Linked DNA regions of Mus musculus: region 1 is linked to region 2. Evidence: chromatin contacts called from public Hi-C data. All regions are on one chromosome and are shown on one strand. Each heading gives the region's core, a stretch centred on a gene start, on an enhancer-like site or on the middle of the called end of the contact. The rest is flanking DNA. Distances are from core to core; before and after follow the strand shown. Region 1 holds the start of St3gal3 (ST3 beta-galactoside alpha-2,3-sialyltransferase 3). Region 2 overlaps St3gal3 (ST3 beta-galactoside alpha-2,3-sialyltransferase 3).

Region 1 (7,065 bases), core at 1,357-3,856, 36 kb before region 2:
ATGGGTAGAGGTGGGGTGCCATCTGTCCCTTCCTGGACCGATCTCAAGAGAGCGCCGGCAAAGCTGCAGTATTGGGATGCTAAGGAGCTGGCTGCCACCTCTGTCCACCCTTGAAGTAGAACTCAGAGGTTATATACTATGAGCCCACAAATGTCAGGCACGGAAGCCCCTGCCTGCGGCCACAGTGTTAGAGGGTGTGGGTGGGGACCACCTTGAAGGGATAATTTTAATGATGGAAACAGGCAGAGCCTGGTGGGTGATTTTTGTGCAGTTATGCAGGGGCTAACTATGGGTTAGGATGAACTGGGGCCACTGGAGGCCAAGGGCTGGTATAGCTACGCCCTTGGTCAGGGGTGGGGTGGGGCTGGTTGAGGGTGGGGGTGGGATGGGACTAGAGGGCAACATTGAAGGGGTTAAACAGGTTCCTGAATTTGTTTGCCTGGGCCCAATATGGAGGGCTTCATACCTTGCTCTGTATACAGGAGTCAGATTTATAATACTTCCCCTTTTTTGTTACGTATGAACTCTATAAACCAAATTATTTTGAAAACCGGTGCATTACCTTGTCCTTAGCAATAAAATGGATTGAACAGAGGATTGACTGTGGTCTGCCCCATGAGCCCAAGTGGCCCTGGGTCAGGCTGTGGAGCAGGGGCTGGGAAGCTGTTCGCTGAGGTGGGCACCGTTCACGGAGGTGGGTGCTGTGGCCCGTTGAGCATCCAGGGCATTGTGGCTCTCTGTACCTCCTTTTGCTTTCCTGGAGGAGTTAACGGGAAGGATTGGACTACGGTCTTCTCAAGAGAGGTTTCACTTAAACCCCTTTTGATGTCATCAGCATCCTGATATACAGATCACTTCCTGCATCAGGATTCCATCCTTGTGGAACCAGGAGAGTATGCTGTAGGTGCTTGAATAGCAAGAGACCCTTGATCTCCCCATGGATTGCAGAAGCTGCCCTCTGCAGTGCTTGTCGTTGCTGATTGCTTCCCTGGAGGAAGACCCAGTCTTTGACAAGAAGAGGTGATCCTGAGCTGGTGCGAGGCTCCTTTCTGCACAGCCTCCGTATTCCAGCTGGCCTGAGCTTTGTGCCCCGGTGCTAGATGATGTGCTCGGTACCCCTGTAGCCTGGGAGCTGCTACTTAGTATTGGCTCTGGGGAAAGAGAGAAGAGTTTCACAGATGTTTTTTCACAGCTAAATCCTTGGAGCCAAGGAAAGAAGGTTGCCCCTCTGTTCTTCACTCGGGGATTTTCAGGGGAAAATGGCTGGGGCTGAGCGTTCGTGGAAGAGAGGAAAACTTAACTTCCTCAGGCACCCGTAGTTCCTCCCCATGAGTCTCATTACCTCAGCCTTGCTAAAGGACCGGATAATCTCGTGCCTGGTGTAATCCCAGCTCTATGGGAGTTGAGGATTGAATTCAAGCCTTTGAATGTTTGAGGCAAACGTACTACTGCCAAGCTATACCCGACAGCCCTCTCTACTTTTTTGTCCCTAAGAAGAGCCCACTGTGGGATGGAGAGATAGTTTAGCCCTTAAGAATACTTTTCTGGGGAACCCAGGTTCAGTTGTCACTGTCCACTTGGTGGCTTGCAACTGTCTGTAACTCTAGTTCCAGGGGCTATGAGGCCTTCTGGGATACACAGGCACTGGGACATACATTCATGCAGACACTAAAACAAAAACAAAATAAACCAAAACAAAACCCAAAGATACTGAGACCCACAAAGTTGTTGAATGTTTAATCCTGCTTCAGTTTAGAGAGTAGTTAAGTACGTACCACCACTACCATGATTAGTTAAGTCAACCATTCAAAAATATTTTTGGCCTATTATAAGAAAATTCCCAGTTCATAAAAAGCTATGGGACTTTCCCAAGTCTCATAAAACTGGCCTGTGGTTTTGTTTTTGTTTTTTTTTTTTTTTCTGGTGCTGGGGATGGCCTGGGGCTTTAAACTTGCTCAACTTCAAAGTTGGGTCTGCCTTAGGCACTTCCTGGCCAGTGTAGTCTAGTCTGGGTTCATGACCCACCACAGCCAAAGACTGCACTTCAGCTTTTTGCCAAAGCAGAAACTTATGTCTTGTATACCTTGTATAAGATTGGCATCTGAGAGTGCCAAGTTATGTCCCCACCTCCTCTTTGGGAAAATTCTGTATTAAATTCTGCCTTAGGATAATGCACTCCGCTGCAGAATGAGGGCGCGACCTCCTGAACTGGGTATGTGGGGTGGCTTTGTGGCCTATCTGCGACCTTTCTTCGAGGTCACGCCTGAACTTAGCAGGCCTCTTACCCTCACGGGATTGGATAGGGCTTCAGAAGGCGTTCTAGAGGTTACCACCAGCGTCAGGGGCTGACAGCAGAGTGGTGAAGTAGGGACAGAAGACTTCCTCTGGGAAGCAGAGGAAACCTGACCGCAGCCGGGCAGCCCCACGCACCGCAGCTCCACGCAGCGCTCCTCCCAAGCCCCAGCTATAGCCCGGGGATGGGGAGGGGATGGATTCGGCCTCTGGCTTCCATTGGGTCTCCGGGGTCCGGGCCCGCCCAACCCTGCGGCGAAGCCTCGCATTGGCCTGCCTGGCGCCCCGCCCGGTTCCGGTGCTCCCATTGGCTGCTGATGCCCGACCCCCGGCGCGGCCGCCGAGGCGGACCGCAGGATTGGTGGTCCCGCCGCTGCGTCCCCACCATGGCGGCGCCCGTGCAGCTTGCCGCGTCCTGGGCTCCCTCTGGGGTCCCCTCGGCTGTCCCCGCTATTCGCGCTGCAATTGCCTCCGCGCTCTGCGTGCGCCCTGGCGCCACCCGCCCCCGGCCTCCCTCTCTGCTGCGGTAAGGCCTGCCCTGCGTCCCCGAAGCAGCTCTCGGCCGCCGCGCCCCTCCCCCGGCCAGACCGGCCCGAGCCGCGCTGGGGACCAAAGCCCGGGCCCGGGTGGGGGCCAGGCCTGCCAGAGGGCCGCGCGAGCCGGGCCGAGCGCGCCGAGGTCACCTGTGTGCAGTGTCCCAGGCGCGCGAGTCTGAGCGCAAAGGAGGGTCACGGTCACCCGGGACCCGCTGTGGGACAAGCGCAAGAAAGTCCGGGGAAAGCCTAGCGGGAGTCACCAAGAGTAGCGGTTGTCATCTCTGCCTTCCCCGGGGCCAGATCCTCCTCGGAGCGACCGGGTCAGTTTATCAAAGTACGTCTTCTCGCTACCCTTTCTTCTGGAGTGCTTCCTCATTGTCTTCTCAGTGGTCTTGTTTGCGAGAGAAAAGCTTAGTGAGGACGGTAGATTTGGTTAGGCGGATGTCCCACAGATGTGTTTAGACTCCTTTTTACAGTAGCACCCATTTTTATGATTCCTCAATAAATTTAATTTTTGTCTGTTTCTCTAGAGTACGGGGAGGTGGTAAAACTGAGTCACTGTAATTAACCTAGGGAGTGACCGATGAAGGGAGCCGGCTGCTATCCCAGAAAGCAAAGAGTGCTTAACACATTTCTCTGAGGTCCTTTGAATTATTAGCACTATAGATAATGGGCTGAGAAGGAAGGAAAAGCCACGAGTTAGAGTTAGGTTCCTGACATGTAGCACAGTAGACATCATGACAATTCCACTTGTGTCCCTAAACTTTCAATTAAAGACTCAGAGGAATTGGATCCCGGGGTAGTAGGTGCACACCTGTAATAGCACTCAGAAGCTGAAGCAGGAGGATTGCTTCAGAGGCCAGCCTGGGCTACATAGAATAATAAAACCGTGTCAACAAGAGCCACATAGCAAGACCCAGTCTCAAAAGACTGAAGAAAGGAAAAGAAGAAAGATTGGAGGATTAAAAATTGGAGTAAAACCTTATGACCAGATGGGAGTTTCATATAGTCTCCTAAAATAACAGACATTTTGAAATATAAAGTGGTGTTGGTTGCTCCATTTCGCTAATCTGATGTCTGTGTCTCCTAACAAGTTATTAATGATGAAGCAAAGCAAGTGTGTTCCTAGAGACTAGTGAGCTTGCTCACACAGTCAAGCGCCTACTGAATCCGTGTTATGTTTTGTGCAAGGTGTAGACTTGAGGGGAACTTGGACAATTAAATTATGGAGATTGTTCTCTGGACCTCTGTAGGATGTGGAAGTGAAGCACACACAGATGAGAAACTCAGGGTGTGGCCTCTAGAATTCCAAGAGGAGACGGGAGTGTGTTTAAGGAAGATTTCATGGCGGAACTGAAGTTTTTTGAGTTGAGCCACAAAGAGTGGAAAGGCTACCTGGAGAGGAAGTGAGCCAGTGAAAATCCAGGATGCGGAAGATGGCAGAGGAGGACTCGATGCTGTGTGTGGTTCCAGGGCTTTCTTAGCAGCAGAAGAAAGGGAGATGAGGTTGTACAAAAGACAAGTTGGGGGCTGGGGATGTAGTTCAGTTGGTAGGGTCCTTGTCTAGCATGCAAGGAGCCCTATGTGATCCTCTGCACCTTGTAAAACCAGGCATGGCGTCACAGGAGGATACCAAACCCTATGTTCGTTCCAAAGGCCGGAAGTTTGAGCGTGCCAGAGGCCGAAGGGCCAGCTGAGGCTACAAAAACTAACCCTGGATCTTACTCTTAATAAAAAAAGCTTTGAATGTTGGAAAAAAAAAAAGAAGAAGTTCAAGGTCATCTCTAACTACACTGTGAGCTTGAGGCTAGCCTAGTGACCCTGTTGTAAACAAAAGCAATCCAATGGTGGGTTAGAGAAACACCTTTGTCCTATGGGGATCAAAGGCTAGACCAATCGCCATGAGGACCTGGACCCGGCAGGAAAGATACCATGAGTAGCACTTAGATGGGGATGTCACTTCTGTAGCTGCCTTGAGCTGGAATCCACGTTGCCTCTTGCTTTCAGTTACCAGCCAGCTTCGTGCAGTTAGTGACAGGTCCCAGGGCTGCCACCACACTGCTCTGACATTGATTTTTTTTCAGCTCTTACAGTCATCACACAGGTTGGGGCCTGGTGTTTCTGGGAATTGCCCCAGAATCCCCTGAACATGTGTCCCCCCTCCCCCTTCTGTTAGACCTCACCCACCGTTACAGATAGGCACGCCACTTTTCCGGCTTTCAGGGCTCTCTATTGGGTTAGGCCGAGGGCAGCCTGGCATCTGCGGGTTATTGGCATGCCCTTTGTTAAAGCCCTTTCCAGGTCCCTTCATCCATTTGTTTGGTTGCTTAAGCTCCAGGTGTTTGCATGTGTTGGCTTTTTATGTCTTAAATGAGCCCTTCATTCTCCGTCATTGCCCTGGCCCACGTTTTATGGCCATTCCATACGGAACTTCCTCTGTAAGTCCTCTCTGTACTTTTCCCTCCACCTAGATGACCTGTCACTCTCTAATTCTGGGGCTCTGCCCTTTTGTATTTGTAATTTTTTTGATATTGGTTCTCTTGTGTGTGGTGTGTGGGTGTGTTTTATTTGTTTGGTTGGTGTTTTTTGAGGCAAGATCTTGTCTAGTCCGGGCTGGCCTTGAACACCCCGCCCCCTGCCCTTTCTCCCTCCATTTTAGACAGGACCTCAGGCAGCCTAGGCCAGCCTCAAACAGCTGAGGACCTTGAACTCAGAGTCTTCCATCCCCTCAGCTCTGCAGGCTTCAGGGTTTTCCTGTTTGCCATGGTCACCTTACCGTCGCTTCCACTCGCAGTGTTAGACCTACTTTAAAAGAAAAGTCTTCCCTGTTGTCTGGAACAGTGTTTTTACATAGTAGGTACTTGGCATATGTATTTTATGTACAAAATGGTATTCTGATACAGGCAATACTGTAGTTTCTGCCTCCTGCTCCTGCCCGCTGTAATTACTGGCCACTGCTCTCTTGTTGCATACTCAAAAATGATTCTAACTGAAAGAAAAAGAGAGGGGGTGGGGCTCAGCTGGTCGAGGGCTTGCTAGGCATTTATGAGGTTCTGAGCTCCATCCTAGCTTTTCATAAGCAGAGTATGGCAGGACATGCTTGTAATCCCAGCATTCTGGAGGTGGAACCAGGAAGCGTAGGCACTGAAGATCCATCCAGTTGTCTTGAGTTGGTGAAGGCACTCGCTGCCAAGCCTCATGACCTGAATTTGATTCCTGGAATAACCACATTAGAAGAGAAGAACTGATCCTCTTGACTGCCAGATGGGTACTGTCTGGTGGGCCAACAAGCGTAAAAGAGAGACAAAAGCTAAGAGAAAAAAAAAATCAAGATGATCTTCAACTATTTGTGGAATTTGAGGCCAGCCTGGACTACGTGAGATCTTGTACTCCCCTCAAAGAAAAAGAAAATAGTCATGAAGTAGGACAGCTACAACAACATCCCTTGTGCAATCAAAATATTTGTCATAAAAACATGCAAGTAAACTGGCCATAGGAGAGAATGCTTTACTGAGAGAGCCAAAGCATTGGTTTGGGTAATTTAGATTTAAAAAAAAAAAAAATCTCAAGATTTTGGTGGCTTTACCAGAACCTAAGCTGGTTTCCTGTCTATGTAGCCCATTTACTGTGAGTGTCCAGAGGACTCTGCTTGTCACACATAATCAGAAATGGAGACAGTTGGAAACTAGTGGGTGGTCAAGTGGGTACCAGCTTTTATAGCTTCCATTCTGTTGCTTTACTGGTATCTCATGGGTCAGAGAGGGGTATGTGGCCTTGCCTAACTTTAAGACAGGGTGGGAGAATGGCGGACTTAGCTTATAGCAAATGTACCAAGAGCCAAAGCTGTGTTTTGGCACTGACAACTACTAAATAATCCTGTATTAAATCACAGACCATTGACGATGAGAGCTAGTAAGTTGGACCGGCGCTAGAGGCAAGTGTATAGACATCAGCAAGAGTGGCTCACACCTTTAGTCTCAGCTCTCGGGAGGCAGAAGCAGGCAGATTTCTGAGTTCGAGGACAGCCTGGTCTACAGAGTGAGTTCCAGGACAGCCAGGGCTATACAGAGAAACCCTGTCTCGAAAAAAACCAAACAAACAAAAACAAAAAAACAAAAAAGAAACCCCCAAAAAAACGAAGAAGAAGAAGAAGGAGGAGGAGGAGGAGGAGGAGAAACAGAAGGGTGGGTTCAGGGCCAATACTTAGAATTACAAGGGCAATAAATCACACCCCGAT
Region 2 (7,169 bases), core at 2,705-5,204:
GAGGACACTGCTCTAGTGATGAGGGAGCACACTGCTGTAGTGATGAGGGAGCATACTGTGCTATAGTCATGAGGGAGCACACTGCTGTAGTGATGAGGGAACACATTGTGCTGTAGTGATGAGGGAGCACACTGCTGTAGTGATGAGAAGCACACTGCTATAGTGATGAGGGAGCACATTGTGCTGTAGTGATGAGGGAGGACACTGCTCTAGTGATGAGGGAGCACACTGCTGTAGTGATGAGGGAGCATACTGTGTTATAGTGATGAGGGAGCACACTGCTGTAGTGATGAGGGAACACATTGTGCTGTAGTGATGAGGGAGCACACTGCTCTAGTGATGAGGGAGCACACTGCTCTAGTGATGAGGGAGCACACTGTGCTGTAGTGATGAGGGAGGACACTGCTCTAGTGATGAGGGAGCACACTGCTCTAGTGATGAGGAACACACTGCTCTAGTGATGAGGGAGCATACTGCTGTAGTGATGAGGGAGGACACTGCTCTAGTGATGAGGGAGCACACTGCTCTAGTGATGAGGGAGCACACTGCTCTAGTGATGAGGAGCACACTGCTGTAGTGATGAGGGAGCACATTGTGCTGTAGTGATGAGGGAACACATTGTGCTGTAGTGATGAGGGAGCACACTGCTCTAGTGATGAGGGAGCACATTGTGCTGTAGTGATGAGGGAGCACACTGCTCTAGTGATGAGGGAGCACATTGTGCTGTAGTGATGAGGGAGCACACTGCTCTAGTGATGAGGGAGCACATTGTGCTGTAGCGATGAGGGAGCACACTGCTCTAGTGATGAGGGAGCACACTGCTGTAGTGATGAGGGAGAACACTGTGCTGTAGTGCACAGTGGAGCAAGCTCCTGTTACACAAGACAACGTGGGTGAAACCCATAGCCATGCGCTGAGTGAAATAAGCTATGGAGGAGAGAGTACAAGTCATGTGATTCCATTTAGAGTAAGTTCTAGAAGGGGTTAAACTAATCCTCAACTGTAGAGATTACATCGCTGGGTAATCTACGCAGCGGATTGTGGGAACTTGAAGAGCTTATCTAGGATGATGCAATGCTGAACATCTTGTTTCAGGCCATGTCCTCACACGTGTATGGATTTGCCAGAAGTCAGAACACCTGCTACTTAAATGTGAATTTTATTTTTATGCATTTAAAAAATAATGGAAGTATGCTTCATTAAAATCTTTATTTTTAAATAAAGAGTTTGGGCTGGCAAGATGGCTCAGTAAGAAAAGGGGCTTGCTGCCAAGCCCGGTGACCTGAGTTTGATCCCCAGCACTTATGTGGTGGAAGGAGAGAACCGACTCCTACCGTTTGTCCTCTGACTTCCATGTGTGCACCCCAGCAAGCTTGTACATGCACACACATACACACAAAATGAGAAAATGTAATCTTTTTAAAAAGATTTATTAATACTATTATTTTATATGTATGTGCATTTTTCTGCATGTATGTAAATGTGCCTGTTCACATTTGTCAGAAGAGTGCATCAGATGCCCTGGTACTGCAGTTACTGATGGTTGTGAGCCACCATGTGGGTGCTGGAAACAGAACCCTGATTCTCTGTAAGAGCAACAAGTGCTTTTCATTGCTAAGCCGATCTCCAGACCCAATTAAAAAAAAAACAAAAAAACAAAAAAACTGAAAAAACAAAAGAAAGTAAAGCAAGAGATGTTTACCCTTCTAGGCTTCCGATCTCTTCTCAGCCACACTCAGTCAATGGGGCACTGACACAGGAAGAGGTCGGTGGGACTGCTACCTGCAGGGAAGAGGCGTAAGAAGCAGGGACGTTCAGATCTGAGAGCAAAGGGGGACTATCCTACTTTAGTTCCAGACAGTGCCTAATCTAGTCAGAGAAAGTCAAGTCACATCCTTCTTATATATCACACAAAACTCTATCAAAGTTATAAAGAATATAATTTCCTGATCACGGTGGCGCACGCCTTTAATCCCAGCACTTGGGAGGTAGAGGCAGGTGGATCTCTGTGGGTTTAAGCCCAACCTGGTCTATAGAGTGAGAAACCCTGTCTCGGAGGAGGAAAAAAGAGGACGTCAGATCCCCTGGAACTAGGATTACGGATGGTTGTGAGCTACCGTGTGGGTGCTGGCAATCAGACCCGAGTCCCCCGTAAGAGCAACAAGTGCTCCAAACCATCTCTCCAGCCCTCATACTCACGAGTTTTAACACACATGCTGTTTAATCGGGTTTTACTTGCCAAAGAAAGAAAGCTAGCAGCAGTTTTATGTCCTAAAGAAATGGAATAACAAGCTAAGACAGATGCACCAGCGTCTCCCTGCATGGTTTTACAAAGATGAAAGCAACCAAAAATACTGGTGGACACAGAGCTGGCAGCTCAGCACTGTATTGTAGCTTGTGCCTGGATTCTACTAGCCACACAAACAGGTGAGATGAATGACTACCAACACAAAGAGGATTAATAAAGATGTCTATGCACATGCATACCCTGGAATGCACACAGTGCATATCCGCACAGAAGGGCAGTCATTGGCAAGAAGCCTGAAATCAGCAGCAGGAAGCATCTATTGGCAGGGTGGTCCTCACAGTCCACTTGTCAGGGCTTTGGCATAAATGCACGTGTTCATATTGCTGCTCTTCTCTCATGGCTCTCATGATCTGGCCACCCTTTGAGAAATTTTTAAAAAGAAACTTATGTATAAGTGTGTGTGCCTGAGAGTATATATATATGCGTGATATGCATATGTCAGTTACAGGTGTAAGTTCCTGTGGGGGTTTGAATAAGATTGCTAGCCATAGGGTCATATATTAGAATGCTTGGTCACCAGGGACTGGCACTAATGGGAGGTGTGGCCTTGTTAGGGTGGGTGTGGCCTTGTTGGAGGAAGTGTGTCACTGGGGGTGGACATCGTGTCTCTCTTCCTGCTGTCTGCCTCAAGCTGGCTTTGTAGCTAGGAAGGATCTTGAATTCCTTATCTCCTGCCTCTATGTCCCTAGATCACAGATTGCCAGCGTGTGCCGCCACGACAAGCCTACATGCATGCGTTAGCCCCTATTAAGTGATTAGTAGTACTTCCACATTTTAAAGTTTTGACTCATGAGGCTTAACACATTATCCATGTCTTGGTTGAAATCACACTCCTAGAGTTGTAAAGTCCAGGCCATTCTTAACCAGTTTTACAGATGGGAAAACTCAGGGTTTGGGGTTTTTGTTTAAGACAGGGTCTCATGGTGTAGTCATGGCTAGCCTGGGACTGACTATATAGACCAAGCTGTCCTCAGACTCACAGAGATCTGCCTGCCTCTGCCTCTGCCTGTGATGATTAAAGCTATGTGCCACCACTCCCATGGGAAAACTCAGTTTAAAGTGAGTTGGTTTTGAGTGGAGACCGGTCTGCATTCTGGTCTCAGTACTTGGTGTCTAGGGGTCTGACCGATCCACCACCTGCATAAGACAGAGTCCTTTTGTCAGGAGCTATTTTTCCTTCTGCTTGCCCATCGGTAGCATTTCTGACCACAGCCAACTGAGGGCAGAGTCCTCTTCAAGAGTTACGAATTACTTACAAGAAAACAAAATGAAAAGCAGGGGTGGAGGTCTCCATACAAGTAAATTGGAAGCGATTGTGTGTACATCCATTCAAGAGAGTTTTCATGTATTCATGTTTGAACTATATGCCCTGCCCCCAAGTACCCAGGTGTCTTACTGTAAAAGTATGACATCATACTGCTGTCAGTGTGCATTGGTACTAACTGTAGAGTTCCCCACTGCACAGCCATGGCCAACTGATCTCATGGCCGAGCAAACTCAGATTGGAAACTTAAAAGTAGCAGTGATTTCATACCATTTCTGTTTAAAGGCAATGCTGGAAACTTCCTGATTCCAAGGGTCAGAATGGTGTGTGTGAGCGGAGGGGAATTGTATGAGCCCAGCAGCTCACCGATGCATGCTCTGCCAACTGTTCAAGAGAGACTTGAGTTGGCAGTGCACTCCAGACAAACACTCTGGTCTTGCTTAAGTCAGGTTCTTATCATTCAGTAATTTCTTCTGTAGACTTCTGGTAAGTAGGTACAGTCTAATTATAAATAAAGTGAAAATACGTGGAGTTGCCTTTGTCACGAAGAGTGAATTTGCATTTTGGGGTCGGTTTGTGGACTGTTAGTAAAAGCCACCAGTGAGCTGTTCTAGAATCAGTTTTTAAATATTCTTTGAGGCAAGGTCTCATGTGGCCCAGACTGACCTAAAACTCCCTACGTAGCCGAGTTCACCTCCTGTGTGCTGGGGTTACAGGTGCGTGTCACCACCCCTCATCTTCATGTGGTGCTGGGGATCCAACCCAGGACTCCATGCTTGCACGGCAAGCTTCCTCCAGCCGAGCCACAACCAGCCTGAATCGTGGGCTTTGTCTGTTGTGTGTGTGATGAGGAACTGGGAAAGCCCTCCGTTCTCACTGTGCCATTGTCTGCCCTAGTCATCCACAGCCCTTTCAGGTTCGGAACTCGCGCTGTAGCCCTCCCGTCTAGACAGCCGACCTCTGTCGTCGTCCTCTCCCTTCCTGGGCTTCCTGCAGCCGCTCTTGCATCTTTGAAGCTGCACAAATCCTGATTGATTTCTCTCCATATCGAGGAGGGGCTCTCGTCCTCTAACGTATGAAGACATTTTTAATGTCACACAGTGAAATGGTAGTGCTGATGCCACACAGAAATTAAAAACAAGGAACAATTTGAAAACTAGAGAGCAGAGACAGAAGCCGTGTATGTAGGAATTAAGTGAGTGTAATAGCAACACTAAGAGCAGAAAGGACACATGCCTCACGGAAGAGGCTGAGGAGAACCATTTACACGAAATCCACACACAAATGAAGACCTTAGCAACGCCTCAAGCTTTCAGGTCAGGGCTGGGATGGCTCTATGGTTACCCGAATGCATGAACTGACTGCCTATGGCAGAGGATCAGGGTTCTGTCTCTAGAACCTACCTCCTGTGAGTCCGTGACTCAAACTTTGGGAGTGTGTGTGTGTGTGGGTCCAGTCCCACTCGCTCGTCCTCCTTGAACACCTGCAGATGTGCACACAGGCATTACGAACACATAAAGACAAAATTTTTAGAAGGAAAGATCCCGAGGAGTGTGGTCAATTAGGAGAAAGGAAAAGAGCACCTCTGTGACAGAGCTAATTGTAGTTCCCGTCACTGTGACAAATGCCCCAGAGCAGCAGAGAGAAGAATCAGTGACTGAGTGGAGCAAGTGACAGCGTGGCAGTCAGGAACCGGAAAATGTCCACTGCTGTCTCCTTTTCTGCTTCCGTGCTCTCCAGGCCCCCAGCCTGGGAGGTGAGGCCACGCCCCCACCTCCCCCAGTTTGTTAGTTCTCCTTGGAAATACCCTGAGAGACACACCTGGGATGTCCTTTATTCCTCTCCCAGAAACTTGTGGTTGTAATGAAGCTGGCAGTCAAGAGGAGGCAGGCATCAGTGCCTTAGGCATCTAAGAGTCAGGAAGAGACGAACCTTAGACGCAGACATCTTAGACGGTGACAGACGCAGCGGTGCACTGCGGTCTCAGCGCTTGGAAGGTGCAGGAAGAAGGATCATCCTCAGCTACAGAGCCAGGCTAAGGCCAGCCTGAGCTACATGCGATTGTTAAAACAAATAAACAAAGGATAAACACAGTGGTGGCAGAAACCCCAGAAAAATCATAGGGAGAAAATCCTGGACTTCTTTACACTAAATGTAAAGACCTTGTGTTACTAAGGACAGCACAGGCAAAATGAACATCTGTATGTTATGACTGCCAGGAAAGAAAGCGGCAGGGTTTGAAATGTGCAAGAGTTGATGTACAGAACATGCAGAGCTGCATCGAGAAAGAAAGAGGCACCCTGATGGGCTTGGTCGGCAGAGTGCTGGCTTAGCGTGCAGGAAGCCCTTCTCTGATCTCCAGAACTGTCATTGGAGCGTCAGGCTGCATACCTGAAATCCCAGTATGGGGGCGGGGTGGGGTGGCAGCAGAATTGGAAGGTCTGAGTTCAAGGCCAGACTGGGCTATGTGAGACCCTGTGCAGAGATGGAGAGAAACGGGGAAAGGTCTCAGGATCTCAACAGGAAACGGCAAAGAACTGTACCAGGCATTTTAAAGAATTAAGAAACTACTGAGACTGGCTGTAAGAAAACAAACTCTCAGGCTACAAAATACTCAAGTTAAAACAAAATATCTGTTTCTCCCTCTTTGACAAGAATTTGAAAGCTGAATAATGTCTTATGCTGGTCAGAATATAAAAATCCTGTAACCTGTAGTTCTGCTGGCAGGAGATAGAAGGTGCAACCGCTCTGGAGAGCCCTGTAATGTGATTGACTTAAGCATACACATGAGCGTTGTTTCACCCAGCACGCCTCCCCTTCCCCTTGATATTCCACACAGCTCAGCAGAGACACACGTTTTGGACCAAGCAGCTAGAGGGAGTGGCCTTCTGCCCTGAGGATGGGGGTGAGTAGGCAAGAGGTGGGATGATGTCATAGACGGAGGGTAGGGGTGAGTGGGCAAGAGGCAGGGCGATGTCATAGATGATACACAGCAATTTAAAGCAAGAAGGTACAGACATAAGACATGGATAGGATGTAAATGGAAAACCCTGTTTGAATGAATAAAAGTCATAATAACACAGTTTACTTTTATAAGTTGAAAGAACACCATCAGGTGTGATGGCTCACAGCAGTAATTTCAGCACTTGGAAAACTCAGGCAGGAGGATTCCCATGAGTGTAAAGCCAACATGGGATAGAGTTCCAAAACCAAAACAAACCGGCAAAGGTACTTGTACAAAGATTGTAAGGTAGGCTGTAAGATGCATGAGCTGAAACATCCTGGCACCCGAGAGGCAGAGGCAGAGGCAGAGGAGGCAGAGGCATCTCTGTGAATTCAAGACCAGCCTGATCTACAGACTGGGTTCCAGGACAGCCAGAGCTACATAGAGAAAGCAAAACAGAGAGATAGAGAGGGAAAAGAGGAGAGGAGAGGAGAGGAGAGGAGAGGAGAGGAGAGGAGAGGAGAGGAGAGGAGAAGAAAGAGAGGGAGGGAGGAAGGGAAGGAGAGAGAGAGGGAGGGAGGGAGGGAGGGAGGGAGGGAGGGAGGGAGGGAGGGAGGGAGGGAGGAGAATAAGCTGAAAGATCAAAACTGTTG

What was found. A called contact is a pair of places that touch in the nucleus more often than the background predicts.
Region 1: a Hi-C map of the HPC-7 cell line shows a contact between it and region 2, with 1.6 times the contacts expected there. The contact joins the promoter of St3gal3 here to the enhancer-like site in region 2. A contact is called at or near these places in 6 of 39 promoter capture datasets (the 3T3-L1 cell line, the C10 cell line, the HPC-7 cell line and 3 more), 2 of 15 datasets of contacts at CTCF or cohesin (the NIH/3T3 cell line and pro-B cells), 26 of 484 Hi-C or Micro-C datasets (the AML12 cell line, the C2C12 cell line, the HL-1 cell line and 17 more), 6 of 115 datasets of contacts at active chromatin or transcription factors (the HPC-7 cell line, Th17 cells, bone marrow-derived dendritic cells and 2 more) and 2 of 9 other capture datasets (adipose tissue and pancreatic islet).

The regions. Positions count from the first base shown.
Region 1 is chr4:118,130,487-118,137,551 of GRCm38.p6, reverse strand. It overlaps St3gal3 (ST3 beta-galactoside alpha-2,3-sialyltransferase 3), which reads left to right and starts at 2,606. Exons shown (of 12, transcript NM_009176.5): 1 at 2,606-3,162. It overlaps Kdm4a (lysine (K)-specific demethylase 4A), which reads left to right. Exons shown (of 22, transcript NM_001161823.1): 22 at 1-548.
Region 2 is chr4:118,095,551-118,102,719 of GRCm38.p6, reverse strand. The region is part of intron 2 of St3gal3 (ST3 beta-galactoside alpha-2,3-sialyltransferase 3); the gene reads left to right. Among named protein-coding and RNA genes, the nearest start is that of St3gal3, 36 kb to the left of the region's middle. Within about 2 kb of position 3,954, at least 4 of the 459 cell types and tissues checked have an H3K27ac peak or open chromatin away from gene starts, as enhancers often do.